Regions from separate parts of the Gossypium hirsutum genome. Here region 2 is linked to region 1. Evidence: chromatin contacts called from public Hi-C data. All regions are on one chromosome and are shown on one strand. The core of a region is the stretch at or near the end of the contact, and the rest is flanking DNA. Distances in the headings are between cores, read along the strand shown. Region 1 holds the start of LOC107910344 (two-component response regulator ORR21). Region 2 holds the start of LOC107943467 (E3 ubiquitin protein ligase RIE1).

Region 1 (5,975 bases), core at 2,431-4,930:
GGGCCCATGAGGGGTTGCTTGAAGAAGTGCTGACTGGTCCATAGCCACAACTAAATTGCCAGCAGGTCGACCTAAGAGTTCAGCATGGAGAGCTGCTAAGGTTTGTGGAGGAATTTGTCCAGATGCAGCCAATGGTTGGATGTTAAAACTTCCGAGTGAACCAATTTTAACATTTGCTTCTACTGGCCCACAAAGTGGATTAGCAATACCACCTTGTTGAGCCACTCCACTTATTCGTTTCAAGTATAGTCTGAATTTCTGCATATGAGATTACAGTATCTTATGTAAACTTAGTTTTTAACAAGCACAAAGAAGGAGCTATACTATCAAAAGAATGTAAATAAAGGCTTCAAGCTCCTGAACAGGTTATATGTTCAGTTTCAGCATGAGCAGCTGACAGGTGGTCCTGCACTGCTGACAAGGACATATCACAATCATTAATCAAAACTGACTAGCAAAATCAAGGTGAAAGTACCTGCTAGCTCTCTCTATTACAAGACTAGTTCAAATTAGTCCCTCTATCATTAAATGGATCAATTTAGTCCCTATACTAGTAAAAAGACTCAAATAAAGCAAAATTTTAATAGAATTAAGCTCACTGTTGAAAGTGACATGGATATTTTTTTTTTCTTTTTGAAAGATGATGATGTGAGACTTTATTTTGCAAAATAAGGCACATGGACACCACGCCATTTAGCAAATGAAAGGGGCTTTAAAAAAATTTGTTCAAACTTTTGTCTATACACAGTTCAACACCAAACAAAAGATTTTGTTTGCAAGACCATAAAAGCTTTAAAAATATTTTGGTAGAAAATCACAAACCATTCACACTTTTTTTCTTTCCCAACTGTAAAATTTGGCCTTATTTGAATCTTTTTTACTAATACAGATACTAAATTGCCCATTTAATAGTAGAGGGATGAATTTGAACCAGTCCCCATAATAAAGGTACTTTCACTGCAAAACAAAGTACAAAATATTATCAATGCTACAAGCATCATCGGCCGATATAATTTTTATATGCAAATGATGTAAATAATAATAATAATTATAACAACAATAATAATACAAGCTTCTTCACCATTGTGGTTCTTTGTTCTTTTAAACTCCATTATGAGACCCACTTTCAATCAGACAGATTTAAATTGACAACACTAATCCTCTTCAGAGAATTCTTTCACAACTTCATCAGATGTCAACCACTTAAGATTATTTTAAATAGAGTTAATTATGACTCATTTCACAATAGCTTTACATCGAAATCTCCCCATAGATATCCACCCAATAAAATATTATATTGGCAAGCAAAAAATTTATAAAAATTCAGTCTCTAAGGAAGGGGTTAAAATGTTTAGCTGTATGTAAAATAAAGTCTTGAGTATAGTTGAGGTCTAATACAAGTTTTTCAATCCATAACTTGCATGAAAGTTGGATGAGGAGCTATAGACTTTACTAAATCAGAAAGCAGAGTAAAATCAAAAAGAAGAAACAGACCATATCTTCTCACTATAAAATAAATAAATAACAGAGCATATAAGAATCAGTAAGGCATGATTTGAAATAATAAGAAATGAAATGACATGCCAACATCAAACCATCAAATGTTTGTTATCAGCCAAAATATAGAAGTTCAAATTTAACAGCGAACTTGCAACTAAAACAACAATCAAGTACTTTTAGCTAGTTAACTACACACAAAGCTGAGAGCCAATTACCAAATGTTCAAATATATTTACGATCAGTCCAGATTACTAGTTCAAGAAAAGAAAATACATGTCAGGTTCACATGGTGAAGAACCAAACCTGCAAATGGCTGGCAACATTTTCTCTAGTTAAACCAGGTACATTCATCAGTTCAAGAATTCTCTTGGGAACAGCCTCTGAAATAGCAGCCACAATGTTTTATCCAGCAATAATAAGAAAAGCAATTAGTATTAACATTTTCTATTTCAGAGATTGCACAGAATACAAAAGCCTATCCCTGTCTGAATTCAACATAGTAAGAAAAATAAATAAAAGGATCAACTCGCTAGAAATCTTACTATCAATCCCTAGCTGGTTTACAGCACTGACAAATTGTTGGTGCAGTTCCACTGACCAAACAACACGTGGTTTCTTTGATGTGGATGGATCATCATTGTCAATTTCACCATCATCCCCTTCTTTTGAATTGCTCCTCTTTTTCAGAGGTTTCAATGATGTGTCTGTTGCATCATTGGCGGAAGAACCATATTCAGCATCATCATGCCCTCGTTTATGCTGATCAGTATCATCTAAGCTTCCTGAATGTTCTAGCTCCTTATTCTCATTCCATTTCTTCCTCACAACATGCTGCCATATATTCTTTAATTCTTCCTCACGTATGGGCTTAATCAAATAATCACAAGCCCCATGTCTAATTCCCTTCATAACAGCACGTGTGCTCCCATCAGCCGACATCACTACAACAGATTCATCATGTCAGTAAGCAGAAGAATAATATTTACCAAAAGTCTTCATGGAAAATAAATGAATACTTACTAATTACTGGAAGATCCATTTCAAGCCCAACATGTTCGAGGAGTTTATAACCATCCATATCTGGCATATAAACATCACTTAGTATCACATCAAAACACCCTTTTCTCTCCCGTAAAAGGTTCAGAGCAACTTTGGCTTGGGGGCAAGTAGTAACTGCAAAAAAAAGGAACTTTACTTTTAAAAAGTAATGAAGAAAATTGAACATACATCATAACATTTCACTGTGCTCAAAAATAAGAAACTAATACGAAACCCTAAAACTAATTAAGACTCTTTCTGGTTGTTAGCGAGAATCTACCACATGCTTGTGAATGGTACGCAGCACATGTTAAGAGTTCAACACTTGAACATGTAATTTTAGCTAAATAAAAAGGCTTCATTTCACTTTTAGGAAGTAATTATGTTTAACTTGCCCTGTATTTTAGTGATTCGATAATCTTTAGTCAAATGCAATTTTGTCTTTCCTCGTTTGCTTAAAAGTAACAACGAAAATATACTAAAAACCAAGCTTAATTCAAGATGGCAGTGTTATAAGCAGAAAATGCATGGAAATATATATAAGTGAATCTATAAAATGCAAAATTAAGCACCGTGATAGCGGCAACGGTGAAGCATCTGCTCGAGGATTTTTAAGCAGGTAATGTCATCGTCCACAACTAGAACCCTCAACCCAGCCGGGAACTGATCAGAGATCACAATATCCGCTGCTTTGCATGACGTCAAGCCGCCGTAGCTGGTGGTGGTAGCGTCACTCGTACTCACACTGGACTGTACAACTCTATGCATGGTAGCCATAGTCAGAAAAACACAACTCACTCACACATTTAAAAAGAAACCCTATAATCACAATCCTTCTCTCTTAACGATTCCAATTCACCAAAATAAACCAACGAACTCCACCAAAACGAGAAACAGTAGAAACAGAGAGGAAGAAGAGAAACCCTAGAAATGAGGGGTTAAATTGAAAGGCTTAAACCGGGATCGGACCAACGAGTGAATAAAACAAGGATAAATTGGAATCTATTTTCTTTGATGTTGAAAAATTTTGGTGATCCAAAGTGAGTTGATTTTTCTTTTCTTCTACAGGAGAAGAAATAAGAGAATTGGTATATAACGCGCAAAAAAATAGAGAAGAAAGAATTTGTCCTTATCGGTTAATTTATTTATTTGAGACAGGGCCAGATAATATAAATAAGTAGAAAACACGCCCAAAAAAAAAAAGTTGAAAACGGAGGGAAATAATTGGGGAAGCGAGAGGTGGGGCCCACTTATCCAGCGATTGTCAGTCAGGCACAGTGGGTAGCGTGCAATTTCCGGTCCGCAATCCTTTGGTTTTCTCGACTCGGTCTGGTCTGTGAGGGACGGCTCATGCCACTGCATTAAAATACTCAAGGTTAATTTGATAAAAGGACTGATTTTAAAAATTAATTATGGATTTAGGATGTGTTTTTCCCAAATTTAGGGAATTTGATCAAATTATGGATTTAGGATCGTCTTGCAGGAAGCATTTCTGCTGAAGTGGCAGTCAGAGTCGTATTGACCTTCTACGACCACATTTCTCGATCATTTTTTAACATAAAATTATGTTTTTTTAATTATTTATTTAAATAGGTGGAAACCAGAGCTAGCAATCAGGAGGGTTCGAGCCGCTCGGATCCAATTTACCTTCGACTTAGATTTTTCTAGACCTGGATTAGCTCAAGTTTAGGTTTACCCGGGCAAGGGCTTTTACGGGCTTAGAAAGTTCAATTTTTTTCAAACTGGTTAGATCAAGTCGCACAGGCTTTCAAGAATTAGACCATTTTAAAATTGTTAAATTATAAATATTTTAATTTTGAATATAATAATTCATTTTATTTTTATAAGATGACAATGCAATTTAAGTTCACCTTATAAAATTAAAAATTATATATTTAATAAAGTTATTTTATATAAAATTATTAAAGTGTTTTCTGTATGTAAATTTTATTATTTTATGATATTATATGAATTAATTAAAATATATTTTATTATATTATATTGACAATTAAATAATTTTTTTATCTTTCTTATTAAATCTATAAACTTAATACTCATATTCTAAAATATTTATTCCAAGAGCTAAAAATATATTATACTAAGCCCAAAGCCAAATAATCTATTTATTATTAAATGTGCTTGTGGGTCGGGTCAAGTTTGAGTTGGGCTCATGCAAGGTATCTAGACTAATTTTTCAAGTTCGGACTCAATATAGCCTAAAAAATGAGTTTTTTTCCTCACAATTGGCCTAATTTATGAAAGGTAAACATTGGTCTGACTCACCCCATCCATATTTAATTTTTTTAAATTAATTTTTATTTTAAAATATTTTTTAAAAATATAATACATGCACTAAAAGCCCTTAAATAAAAGTTTTCTATCACATTAAAAATATACTAAAAAGTATTAATATTAAAAACATTACCATAAATATAATAAAATTTGTATTATATTAAAAACACAAATAAATGTAATAAATATTGTATTGTCTTAAATATAATTTTAAAATTTTATATTTTGGGTTGGGTTATTTAGTTGCTAAGTTTTTTTTGAGATTTTGAGTAATGAATTTAATTGTTATTGGGTTAGTAATTTAATATAAATATAAATATATAATTATTATTTAATACATATAATTAATTATAATACTTTTTATAACATAATATATTTAGGCAAGGCCGGGCTCGGGCAAAAAAAAATCTTGCCCAAGACCTGATCGATATAGAAAACGGACCTTAAATTTTACCCAAACCCATTTTTTGAGCCCTTTATTTTTGTTCAAACCCTCTCATTTTTCAGGCAGGCCTTCGGGCCCAAGCAGGTGGTCCGGCCCAAGAGCAAGTTTACTTATTATTGTCCAAACTCAAAATAAACTAATTATAGCCCAAATCTTAAGTCCAAAATAAAAAATAATAATAATAAAACTGTAATGACCTGAAAGTCAGTGTTACCGGAAACGGTGGTTGTGGAACCCTACTAAACAAGTTTAGTATGAAATTTAATTAAAGTTTGGTATTTTAATTTTGCTAATTGGATAGTTAATTAAGGTAAAAGTGTATCAAATAGTTAATTAAGGTAAAAGTGTATCAACCCTAAAATCAATGATATCGGAAAATAAGGTATTGGAACTTTGTTTTTATAAACCAAGCCCAAAATTATTTTTACTAAATACTTATAGAATTACTATGTAGATGAATTGAATTTTGGATAAATAACTTTGTCGAATTAATAATTAATTGTAATAAAAAATTAAATAATAAAAGTAATAAAAATTAATCGTTATAAATTTTTATTTGTTAAAAGGGTTAAATAATAATTAAACCAAACGTTAATGTGGCAATCAGGGCATTATTCATTATAGTTGACGATTGGTGACATATACGTGTGTGAAACCATTTAAATTATATTATATTTAAAATTTATAATAATAAAAACAT
Region 2 (5,821 bases), core at 1,604-4,103, 250 kb after region 1:
TGTGTTATTTTTTATACATGGCAACTCACATGATAATTCATACATACTTCGAACTAATTTTTTTGAATTTTTATGAACTTTTTTTTTTACATTTAAATTGTCAAGTGAGCTATCATGCCAATATCATTAAAAGATTGATGTTTTAGTTAGTATTTTTTTAAAAAATTTATTTGACTCTTTTTAAAAAATTAATAATTAAATTTAAGTCTTAACATTTATATTTTTTTTATTAATTTGATTTTTTTAGTTAAGTTGATATTATACCAAAAATATGAACGTGAGAGTTTTGGATGGATGCAAATAAAAATCAACACGATACATGTCATGTTCTTCAGTTTAGACGTGTCCATTACGGCATTACCTTATAATTATTTTATTGAGGACTCAATTCCTGTTTAAAATAAATTGACATAGGTAAAAAAAAAAAACCATGTAAGACTTCTTCGTTCAAGCATAAAATTAAAAAGATGACAATTAGAAATTTTAAATTAAATAATAAAAATGATAAAGAAAATTATATACATTCTTTTTAAAATAACCTATGCAAATCAAGGTTTTTATCTTTTTGTGCAAAAAGTAACTCGAGGTTAATATTGATTTTTGGAAAGCTAGGATGAGCAAAGAAAAATAGTAGGAAGATTGGGTCGTATTTTGTTATTTTTATTAAAAAAATAGATAAATTAATTCTTATATGTTAGATCAAAGAACAAATTAACTATTTTGTTAAAATTTTATTTATTTTTATCATTAAGTGATGACATAGTTAACATAGTAATTAAGCAGTGGCATACTATGTGTACCTTATGCTAACGTAATATTTTTTCATGTCAAAAAATATTTAAAAAATAAATAGTTCTAAAAAATATTTTTTTTAATTATTTGAAAACCCAAATACACGGGAAAGAACGGTTATCCAAATTCAAATGTGTGACTTTTCAAATAATTATAAAAATATATTTAAAATTTGTTAAGAATTGTAAATTTATTTAAAATTAAAACAAATATTAGAATTATAAATTAATTATTATTGTTGAGTTACAATTTCTTGTATATTTAAAAATTATTGTGATGAATTACTATAAAAAATTTGAAATGACAAAAAACTAGCAAAATAATGCAATTTTAATGGAAGTGAAAGCATGTGTTTTTATTTATAATTTTTATAATTTTTAAATAAATTATTTATTTTTTTAATAATTATATGAAAAATCACGTTGAAGATCAACCTGTAGAAATTATTGTTCAGGATTTTTTATTTTTACTTTTAGGTTTTTTTTAATTTTTAAATATCCATGAGGTACATGTGGTTAGAAGTGTTTAAATTTCGGTTAAAATTAAATTAATTGATTGAACCAATCTAATTCGATTAATCAGTCGGTTAACTGATCTAATTCGATCAGAAGTTGATTAATAATTTTTTGAAAGTTTGATTATCGGTTAACTCAGTTCAAAATCGGGTAATTAACCAAACTTAATAATTAATAATAAAAATTGTATGTAGTTTTAATTTGGTTAATTCGGATAATTCGGTCAAATGAATATTATCAATTTATTTTTTATATGTTTTATACTTGTTTTAACCAAAAACAAAAAACAAAAACATATAAATTTCGGTTCGGTTATTTTTTTGAACAATTTTTTATTTGGTTAACGGTTAAAGGATTAAAAAGTTTGATTAATTCAATTAACACTAGTTCGGTTTGGTTAATAGTTTGAACACCCCTACATGTGACATGACACGTGTGGTTGCCTATTTGCTCACTCAGTCACATCGTCACTTAACGATAGAAATGAATGAAATTTTTAATAGAATAACTAGTTTACTTTTTTATCTAACATAGATAGTCTAATTTGCTCATTTTTCGAATAGAGGGGATAAAATGTAATACAACTCTTAGTACAAGGGTTTTCATACTACTTTACTACAAAAACCTTGCAAAAACATATGTTTTGTTTAAAAAAATATATTTTTGAAAATATAGTTTAAAATTTTAAAATATTTAATATTTGCGTAAAAAAATTGGGTAGAAAAACACGAAAGAGTTATAAAAGTAATAAAATCAAGAGTAAACTAAATCAAGAATCACTAAATTATTAGTAAGTTTATATTTTGGTCATTTAATTTTAAAAAGTTACAAAATAGTCATTGAACTATTTGAAAGTTTTCTTTTAAGCCACTGTGTTGTTAAAATCACAATTGTATGGTATTCTCTATTTGCACCGCCTACACTAATCGAGCGTTCTCTTTCCCTTATTTTCTACCCTTTTTTTATATAAAATAGCTTTGAATGTAATAAATTTGTGAAACAAAATTTAAATAAATTTCTTCTTCAATCTCTTACACTGACCATCATATCGAATTGAATCTAAAGCATGTTCTTTTACTCTATGGGTATTAATCCATCATAACGATCATCAAATCGTCGTTTGAAGCTTACTAACTAGATTTAAAAAAAACAAAAAAAAATCTTAACAACACAATGACTTAAATAATTTTTTTAAAATAGTTTAGTGACTTAAATAAAAATTTTTAATTAATTTAATGATAATTTTATTACTTTTTAAAAGTTAAGTGATCAAAATGTAATATTATTAATAATTCAAATAATAGTTTAAAATCAATTAATATTTATGGAGTGTAGTGAATCATAGAAATCTCAAAGTATTATAAAATAAATAAAGTTGTAAAGTACTATGTTTGAACTTCAAAAACCGTATTACAGCAATACAAAAAACGCAGCGCTTTAACGGAAAAATAGAAAACGCAGCGGTAATAAATATGGTTGGGTAAAGAAAAAGCCAAAAAGACTGATAAATATAAAAGAAATAAAGCGCGAAAGTAAGTGAAAAAGGAAAATTACATACATAACACACTGTTTTTTTCTTTTTAGGAAACAAAAATAATAGAGCAAAGCAGAATCCGACAGAAAACAAAATAAAAATCAATAAAAGCATCTAATTAGCAGTGAGGAGGGCAGTTCCGTTCTCAACCGAAAACTCTTTAATCCAACCAGATATTCCCTTCTTTTTCTTATTTTCAACAAATATGGTTTTTATTCTTGCTAATGTTAATACTCCAATTATGTGTTTCTTCTCTTTGTGAGTTCTCCCCAGATTTCTGAAAACCCCGAAATCAAAAAGGTGTTTTCTTTTTGTTTGTTTGTTCACATCTTCATCCAAAGCAACCATGGCGGCGTCTGATCCTCACGCGCCACTCCTCCCCCCGCGTCAACCTGATGGCTCGGCTGCTCGCCCTGTATCGTTGGCGCATTTATTGGGGCGAGCCACGGGACGGCGTGGCGCTTCCATGCTAGTTAGGGAGACAGCGGCACGTGAGTTGGAGGAGCGGAGGGCCGACTGGGGGTACTCGAAGCCCGTGGTGGCACTGGACATGCTGTGGAATACAGCGTTCGTGGTGGTGTCGGTAGTGATGTTGATAAGTACGGCGGATGAGACGCCCAATACTCCTATTAGATTATGGATCTGTGCTTATGCTTTGCAGTGCTTGCTTCATGTTGTTTTAGTGTGGTTGGAATACAGGCGAAGGAACAGTAGGAGAATATCTGTTACGGATGAGGAGAGAGGAGAAGCAGTTTCTGGGGATGTTAGTGATAGTGAAGATGAAGAAGACAGCGGTCTTTTTGGTTCAAATGAATCAAGGTCAGTTTCTTTTAGTATAATTTGACTTAAAATTTGATTTTTTTTTTGTGTGTGTGTGTGTTTAAGCTTAAAATGTTGATTTTTTTTGTTTAATTTTAAAATTTAGTGTTTATTGTTCTTTAGTTTAATTGAGATGAGGATTCAGGATTTCTTTAGAACCGATTTGTATTGGAGCATGAACTATTTATGTTCTGAAGTTAGAATTTTGATGGAAGTATTGCTCATTTTCTGTGTTAAACTGGATGAGGATTTTAGTTCGATTTGGCGTTTTATTGGATTTTCAAGATGAATTAGATTAGGGTTTGAGGATTTAGGGGATTTAGGTCTATGGTTATTCTCAAGGAATTGGAAGGGCTTTGTTTTGGTGTTGACATTTATTTTGGCTATGGCACTGTTTTGTATGGTTTGCATGAATATATGAATTATCGTTATCCTTAGTCTCCCTTTCAAGAGGAGTGGAATGTCGAAACTCTGGGAATATTCTGCGCGGGGCGAATTAGGCTGCATTGTGTTTTTGTATACTTCCATGGTTCAAATAAAAGAACTAGAATCATAGACCATAGGACTAGCGTTGAGCTTTGAATGATGGTAGAATAATTTAAATTTACGACACTTTTTGCCCCACGTTGTGCATGATAAGGAAGTTTTGGAATTTGATGCGTCTTATCTTGTAACCAACCAATTACTGCAATATGTCCTATTATAGGTAGTTTTATTTTGATTATATCGATCGATGCAGTCGACCAAAGCTATGAAATTGTTACCAAGCTATCATTTGAATGGATTTTTCTTGTATTGTACATCTAGATTTGCATTTATTTCCTGTTGTAGAAACTTTAACTTGGGATGATCAATTTATTATTATTGTATTGATTTGATGATGTAATGGGCAGTATAACTAAACGATGCGAAACAGTGAATACCATGGCATCATTTCTTTGGTGGATAGTTGGCTTCTATTGGGTAGTTTCTGGTGGTGATATCCTTCTGCAGAATGCCCCGCGGTTGTACTGGTATGCTGTTAGCCAATCTATTTTTTAACAAGCAACTTATTCTTCAGTTTAGGGTTTTACATATTTGTGAATAACATATTGATTTCCAACCCCACGGAAACAAGAAATATGTAGAAGAGTTTCTACCTTTAATTGCCAAGTTATTGAAAAGTTGTACACCGGATATTATCTCATTCTTTTATAATTAATCTATGGTGTTCTCCTTCAGACACAGTCACAATCAAGCTGTCACCATTAGAATATCTTTCTCTGTTTCTCAATCTGTTGCATAAAAAAAAGTTGATATTTTAGTTAAGCCAAAGAAAGGAAATGGTAAAATGCTTCTACCTGTTAAGCATTTTGGATTTTCAAATACCTTTTTCCAAAAAGACTGTCTAGTGTTTTCTAGTCTTCTTCTTCTTCTTCTTCTTCCTTTCTTTTTTTTTTTTTTTTTTCTTTTTTTGCGGGTATGTTATATGGAAAAGCTTTAAAAAGAGATTGAGATACACATTAACCCCTATTCCGAGTAAAATAGGTTTGTGGCATGGGTACCATGGTGTTTGCAAAGAGACTTGGATCTCAAATTTGTGACTTTTGCAGGTTGGCTGTGGTTTTTCTGGCATTTGATGTGTTCTTTGCAATCTTTTGTGTTGTTTTGGCGTGTTTGATTGGGATTGCTCTCTTCTGCTGCTTGCCGTGCATCATTGCAATTCTTTATGCTATTACGGAGCAGGTATGAAAAACTTATGTTATATTGACTGAAATCTAGAATGGATCTGCAGTAGCGCTTAACAGCATTTTCATTCTTGTGGTATTGATCAGGAAGGTGCATCGGAAGCAGATCTTAGTATCCTTCCAAAATATAGATTTCAGATTATAAACAACCGTGAGAAGCCTAGTTTGGGAGCTGGAAAAATGATCCCCATAGAAACAAGCAGTGGATACTTGGCAAATGAGCGCATACTCTTAGCTGAGGATGCAGTAAGTTACAACGCAATCTGACTCCCCTTTGGGGTGATTGCTTTGCTAAATATGACTCTCTAAGATGACTGCTTTGCTATTATAATTGCCCGTGTTTTCTTTTTCTGTTTTTGCAGGAATGTTGTATATGTCTAAGCTCATACGAAGATGGCGTGGATCTTCATGCTCTCCCTTGCAACCATCATTTT

The links. A called contact is a pair of places that touch in the nucleus more often than the background predicts.
Region 2: a Hi-C map of leaf shows a contact between it and region 1, with 2.3 times the contacts expected there. The contact joins the promoter of LOC107943467 here to the promoter of LOC107910344 in region 1. A contact is called at or near these places in 4 of 34 Hi-C or Micro-C datasets (hypocotyl and leaf).

The regions. Positions count from the first base shown.
Region 1 is chrA03:85,524,902-85,530,876 of Gossypium_hirsutum_v2.1, forward strand. It overlaps LOC107910344 (two-component response regulator ORR21), which reads right to left and starts at 3,681. Exons shown (of 5, transcript XM_016838166.2): 1 at 3,111-3,681; 2 at 2,521-2,673; 3 at 2,043-2,441; 4 at 1,804-1,880; 5 at 1-258. The coding sequence starts at 3,315.
Region 2 is chrA03:85,772,352-85,778,172 of Gossypium_hirsutum_v2.1, forward strand. LOC107943467 (E3 ubiquitin protein ligase RIE1) reads left to right here and starts at 2,854. Exons shown (of 5, transcript XM_016877216.2): 1 at 2,854-3,660; 2 at 4,554-4,673; 3 at 5,253-5,385; 4 at 5,475-5,633; 5 at 5,750-5,821. The coding sequence starts at 3,188.